Regions from separate parts of the Sus scrofa genome. Here region 2 is linked to region 1. The links are chromatin contacts, called in public Hi-C maps. All regions are on one chromosome and are shown on one strand. The core of a region is the stretch at or near the end of the contact, and the rest is flanking DNA. Distances in the headings are between cores, read along the strand shown. Region 1 has its middle 240 kb from the start of PLOD2. Region 2 has its middle 180 kb from the start of PLOD2.

Region 1 (3,251 bases), core at 3-2,502:
ATAAATACCCAGTAGGACCTTACTTGCTGGGCCCTGTCTTGAGGGGTGAAGGTAAAACTGATAGGCTTCTGGTTTTTCCAGTTTATTTCTTCATTTTAAATGTGTTCTCTCTTGCTGTCACTCAGATATTTACAGAGCTATGTCAGTTTGATTATTTTTTCCTAAAGAGTAGCATTCAGGTGACTCATTACAGAAGTGAAATTCAACAGTGGTGATTAACTTCTCATCAACCTCTTTCTTCCCCCACCTCTATCCCATCTCCCTGCTCATAGGAAACTCAATCAGCTGTCACCCTGTGACAATATTTTTCTCTGTGTGGTTGATTGGTGGTTATGAATTCACTAGCTGGATGCTGGTGAGTTTCACCTTGGTATAAATTGGTCAAGTGATGTGTTTCTGCATAAAAAATGCTTGCATGTATGGTTAACTCCAAGAACAACCATTAAATTAGGTTCTTGTCCTCTTTCAATAGTAGTGACACAATTATCTCTGAGTTGGTTTATTCTTCTGCTCATCTAGGCATAAATTTTAAGTACAGCAAAAAAATCTATTATCTGGCCCAGCACTTTTGACAACTGATGAATCAAGGTTCTACCAGAGAATCAGAGCCATTAGGATATATATAGATAGGTTAAATCATCAGAAACTCTTACAATGGAGACAGCATGGACTTATGCATAACAAATCTTAATTTTGTCTACTATACTTTGTCTACTAGCTCCCCTGACACACTTCTATCCTTTGTTTTTAAGTTAAAGAAATTGACACAACTTTGTAAATCAACTATACTGTAATAAAAGAAACAAACAAAAACAAACCAAAAAAAACAAAAAAAGACCACAGGTTTATCATAGCAGAGACAGTTTATCTGTGCTGCCACAGCATCATGATTCCTGTATTAATGCTTTATATTCATTTTACATTAAATTATTTTTCAAAATAAATAGATATAATTCATAAATAGATAAATATATAAAGAAATAAAGGTGGGACTTAAACCTGAATTCTAAGCTATCCCTAAGAGTTACTCATTTCCCCCTGGATGTCTCCCATGTACACAATGGGTAGACATATTAATAAATTTCTGTTAGTTTTTTTTCTCTTGTTTACCTGTCTTCTATTATAGCATTCCCAAATGAGAACTTAGAAAAGTAGAGGGAAAATTATTTTCTTCTCCCCTAAAACTGGGTACAACATCCTATCCAAGTTAATGAATAAAACTGACTATCACGCCAATCTTTCCATATTTGGCAACAGATGACATCAGTAATAGATGTTTACACTTGAGTCCACACTTCAGTGGAACAAAATCCAGAACCAAACCTTGACCTTCTTTTAAGATTTCTTTCTTTCTTTTATCTTTTTTTTTTTTTTTTTAAGTGCCACACTCATAGCATATAGAGATTCCCTGGCTAGGGGTCAAATCGGAGCTGTAGCTTCTGGCCTACATATAGCCACAGCAACACCAGATCTGAGCTGCGTCTGCGACCTACACCATAGCTCATGGTAACACCGGATCCTTAACCCACTGAGTGAGGCCACGGATAGAACCTGTGTCCTCATGGATACTAGTCAGATTCATTTCCACTGAGCCACAACAGGAACTCCTCTTTCCTTTTATTTTCTCTTTTATTTCTTTTCCTTTCCTTTTCTTTCTTTCTTTTTTTCTTTTCCTTTGGTTTCTTTTCTTTTCCTTTTTTTGCTGTGCCCCTGGCACATGGAAGTTCCTGGGCCAGGAATCAAATTCAAACTGCAGCTGCAACCTTTGCCACAGCTGTGGCAATGCTGGATTCTTAACCCACTGCAACACAGCAGGGACTCCAATATTTCTTTTTTTTTCTTTATTTAACAAAACTTATTTAGTACTTATTATGTACTAGGCATGGGGGAAGAAAAATAATTTTCCCTGTACTCTTTTATGTTCTTGGCTGAGATCCCTCTGTAATAAAAGGTAGATTAACAATAGGAAAACAAACAGAAGTTTAAAAGCATGAATATCTCATGTTTACTTGGGCGACAAGCAGTAAAAATGAGTAAAACTCCCTGAAATAACCCGAGCAATCACCTTAAATATTACTTTCAGTAAAAGACAAAAGAATGATGTTGAGGGCAGCCAGCGAAAGGAAGTTATGAAAAACACCAAGGTTAAGATTGTTGTGCAGATGTTAAGTCCTGCCTTCTCCATAGGTAAGAGTTTCTTATGATTTGAGGTATCTTTTTCTTACTGGTACAAAGAGGAAGAAATGAATGGAGATTTCCTTCATAAATGTAAACTTACCTTGCAAAGGGGTAACTTCTACTCTGTTTTCAGAGTTTCTCCTGTGTCTCCCATCTCTGTTGCTTCTTAAAAATAATCAGTTCGGAGTTGCCATCATGGTGCAATGGAAACGAATCCAACTAGTATCCATGAGGTTTCAGGTTCGATTTCTGGCCTTGTTCAGTGGGTTAAGGATCCAGTGTTGCCATGAGCTGTGGTGTAAGCCAGCAGCTATAGCTCCAATTAGACCCCTAGCTTGGGAACTTCCATATGCTGCAGGTGCAGCCCTAAAAAGCAAATAAATAATAATAATAATAATAATAATAACCTGCTAAAAATATTCCTTATGGAAGAGACATCTGAGGATGGTGTAGTTATGTTATGCACACAGGCATTTTTCTAAGCACATTGTAACTAATTAATTATTTAAGTAACATAATAATGCCTTGAAATACATGCTTTTATGAGTCCCATTTTACATATTTAGAGATTAAGCAACTTGCTTAAGACACACAACAAAGATTGAATCCAGAGTCTGACTGCAGACTGAATATATTCACCACTATGCCATGCTGGCCTTTGTGGGTTCAAATGCTTTCAATTGCTTAAGAAATTGGGTATAGGTAGACACTGAGGAAAAATTATTTTCCAGTCATCCATCTTAAGAAGAAATTTTAAAATATTTTCTTAATTATTAGACTCAAGTAGTCAGCATAGGCTTGGCTCAGGCATTCTCCCCATTTTGACTCTCATGTTACATTCATGATAGCTGTCTGGGGTTTGGAATATTAGATGAACCTTCATATTTGAGTTTTGACCTGTTACCATTGTTCCAACAGTCTCTTAGTCATGGGATAGTGCTCTAACCACAGGTCCATCTTTGCTAGTTTGACTTAGTTTAATTAGAGGTTCAGCTATTTACTGTTTCTTAGGTCAGCTACTTTTTTTTTTTTTTTTCTATTTTTTAGGACTACTCCTGTGGCATTTGGAAGTT
Region 2 (3,049 bases), core at 396-2,895, 60 kb before region 1:
GCTTCTAGTCTCAGAAGAGGGATGGTAGGTCATGAAACAGATTAACTCTACATACCTAATGGTTTTAGAAAAATTTCTTTAAATTTGCCACAATTTGGAACTATATGTCATTATTACCACTTGAACATGGCTCAAATAATGTGTATAGTTTCTTCCTAACATTTGAATATGACAGAAGACCTGGAAATCATTCATTTAGGCAGTTAGTCATAAGTCATTGCATAAGAAAGTTTAATAATTAGCATATTTTAGAAGAATGTTGATTGGCACATTGACTTTAGACAAAATCCCCCTCAAATTTTATAAAATCCTTTTCTTTCTTTTGCCACCATGGTTTTCTGAAGTGAGGTGAGGAGGAGATATTTTTAAGTATAATTTTATTATCTCTGTATGAGTCAAGGAAAAGTTATATTATGTTGAGAGCTTTAAATGTTATGAAAAGATAAACTTTATGAAACCTACCTCATAAAAATGGATAAAATTTGTGATATCTAAAATGAAATATGCATAAATCTTCAGCTTTCTCTTCTTGATGTTTTCTTGCATATAAACATGTAAGAAGTTAAAGCTTAGAATTCATGAGCAACATTCTGCTCTCCAGAATTCCACTTCTTCCTGATTTGTCACTTACAGCTCCACTACCTCTGAATTTCCAGGCCTTTTTGTTTTTTACCTTAACTAATTATAGTTTTGGCTGTTGGCCATATTCTTAATACTTACTCTAAAATCAGTTGTTGCATGCATTAAAATATGTCTCAATTGAGTAAAATAATGATTGTCCCTCTGATATCTTAGAATGGAAAATGGGAAATGTTCCCATTCCAAAGTATGTCTTACACAATTCCCATGGCCTTTTCCCTTCATTCTGATATAATAAATGACCAAAAGGCTATTTGGTCAACTTTTGGCTAAATGTTTACTAGGTTGAGCAATAGTAATGGGTTTCTGTAGAATTCTTCCTGAAATATGGGATTGAAAATTGGCAGGTGGTGGCCTTTCAAGCTCAAGCTTAAGCTCATTTTAGAGTTGGGTCTGTTTTCTTCAGCTTAAATATTTAAAGAGGCATGGGGTATATTTAGTTACCAAAGCAATGTGTTTGGGCATGAAGCACCGAACATGACCTATCATATTTTCCATCTGGAAATCATTCCTTTCTTTGTTTTACCTGGTTTGGCTGCTAAGGCAGAGAAATGAAGACTTCTATAATCAGAGGAAAATGGAAAGAATGTGGAGGCATTCAGGGAAAGTAAATGAGACCTTAATCAAAATTGAGAAGGAGGAAATAAGAAAAATGCAAAACTATTGGCCGGGGATATACTGAAAGTTAAAATAAACTCATGATAAGTTGCCCTGGCTTGACAAGAACACAAGTAAATTAAAAAATGTAATGGAATTAAAAAAATTAGATTATGTATTCAGTCTTTAAATTTAGTTTCAGGCAGCACCAGTCTCACCAGGGATGGTAGTATTTCCCAAGAGTACTTTGTTTGTACAGACAGCAGCTTTAGGAGCAAGGATCTGCAAAAGTCAATTACTAAGAGGAACTGGAATGAGAGAAAAGGGAGAGTATGTAATGGGTCCCAGGTGTCTGGCAGGGAGAAAGGTCATGATCGGGGATGGGGGAGGATGCTCAGAAAGTGGAGGGGGCTGGTGTGTTAACATGTACCTTCCCAGCTAAGTACTGAGCTCTGTTTTGGCAGGAGCCATTGTCTGCTTTATTCACAGAATATTGCTTGAAGCAATTTAAGCATTAAATAAACATTTATTGAAAGAATAAATGGTTATAAGCGCCTTTGGATAGTTGGATCCTAGGGTATGCAATGTTTAACTAAGGTGAAATGACAGTGATGAGTTTTGGGTATCGGTCTTCTTGTTAATATTTCTTGATACTGATTTTTTTTTTTTTCAGTTTTCATTTCAAACTTGTTGCTTTCTAGGTCCTTTAGAAGTCTTTCCTCAGGCAAAGGCACATGCCTTTCTCCACCTCTTCTGGTTTGAGAAAATGATGGGGAAGATGGATTTTTCTCTACATAATATAGAGGAAAGAGATGTCTGCATTCTAGCCTGGATCCATTTTGCAGGGAGTCAGTGCTGTCGTGGCTACAGCTGCACAGCTGCATGGAGCCATCATAGTCAATTTTGGAGGAAAAGTTGGTGGGGGTTGGAAGGAGGGTTTGGTCAATTGATTCTGAGACTCTTGGAGGCTATTAACACCTCTCTGGGAATTTCACACTCTCTGACATCTCAATGGCTTATATTTTTATCTTGTGCTATAGTGATTGCAAGGCAAATTTTACTAAGTTTAGGGACCAGGAAAGATTTCAAAATTTGGATGCTACAGAAAAATTTGTACTGTCCACTGTTTTTGTAAGCAAAGAAAGATAAAGCCCTTAATAAAATGAAGAAATTTCCTTTTCAAATTGTGAGAATATGAGCTGCATGCATTCCTCCCCTAAGGAAAGAAAAAGAGATGACTTCATTTATATCCTACCTTGTTCCAGAAAGGATTAAGACAGTTTTATAATGACTTAAAAAAGATCTTTTCTCCTATGTCCTTGGTTTTAGCTGTTGGAAGCCATTTTTGTCACTATTACCAATGTTCCTTTATTGCAGCCAGATGCCCTGTCTGCAGTGATGGGTAAACTAAAGGAGCTTCTAAAAATGGAAACCTGAAATTTCAATCTACTGAGGTGAGTGGAGGTAAAATTGCATTGGGGTCTAAACCATAGTGTTTTGAACATAAAGTTAACATTTCCCATTTTATGTCATTTGCCTAACAGTATTCAGGTCCTCAGAAAGTATCTGGTAATTTATATCTTAATTAAAAGAAGGGAAAGAAATGCCAAACAGATTAAACAAATTCTTTGAGTTATAGTGTGAAATGGGGACATACAAATGGAATAAAATATTCAAAAACATTACAAGTGGCTGTGACCATAAAAAGTATTTTGTCTGGCATATCTGCCCAAATCTATTTATTCTGATTTTCTTTTTTTTCTGTGTCCAATTAAAGAAACTGTCCATGGGATGTGTGGCATAGGTTGTCCAA

What was found. A called contact is a pair of places that touch in the nucleus more often than the background predicts.
Region 2: a Hi-C map of liver shows a contact between it and region 1, with 2.9 times the contacts expected there. The contact joins two enhancer-like sites. A contact is called at or near these places in 1 of 5 promoter capture datasets (liver) and 5 of 47 Hi-C or Micro-C datasets (epiblast stem cells, liver and skeletal muscle).

Annotation. Positions count from the first base shown.
Region 1 is chr13:86,267,447-86,270,697 of Sscrofa11.1, reverse strand. No RefSeq gene overlaps it. Among named protein-coding and RNA genes, the nearest start is that of PLOD2, 240 kb to the left of the region's middle. Within about 2 kb of position 1,252, at least 1 of the 83 cell types and tissues checked has an H3K27ac peak or open chromatin away from gene starts, as enhancers often do. A contact at or near this core is called in liver, where this site is marked.
Region 2 is chr13:86,328,172-86,331,220 of Sscrofa11.1, reverse strand. No RefSeq gene overlaps it. Among named protein-coding and RNA genes, the nearest start is that of PLOD2, 180 kb to the left of the region's middle. Within about 2 kb of position 1,645, at least 4 of the 83 cell types and tissues checked have an H3K27ac peak or open chromatin away from gene starts, as enhancers often do. A contact at or near this core is called in liver, where this site is marked.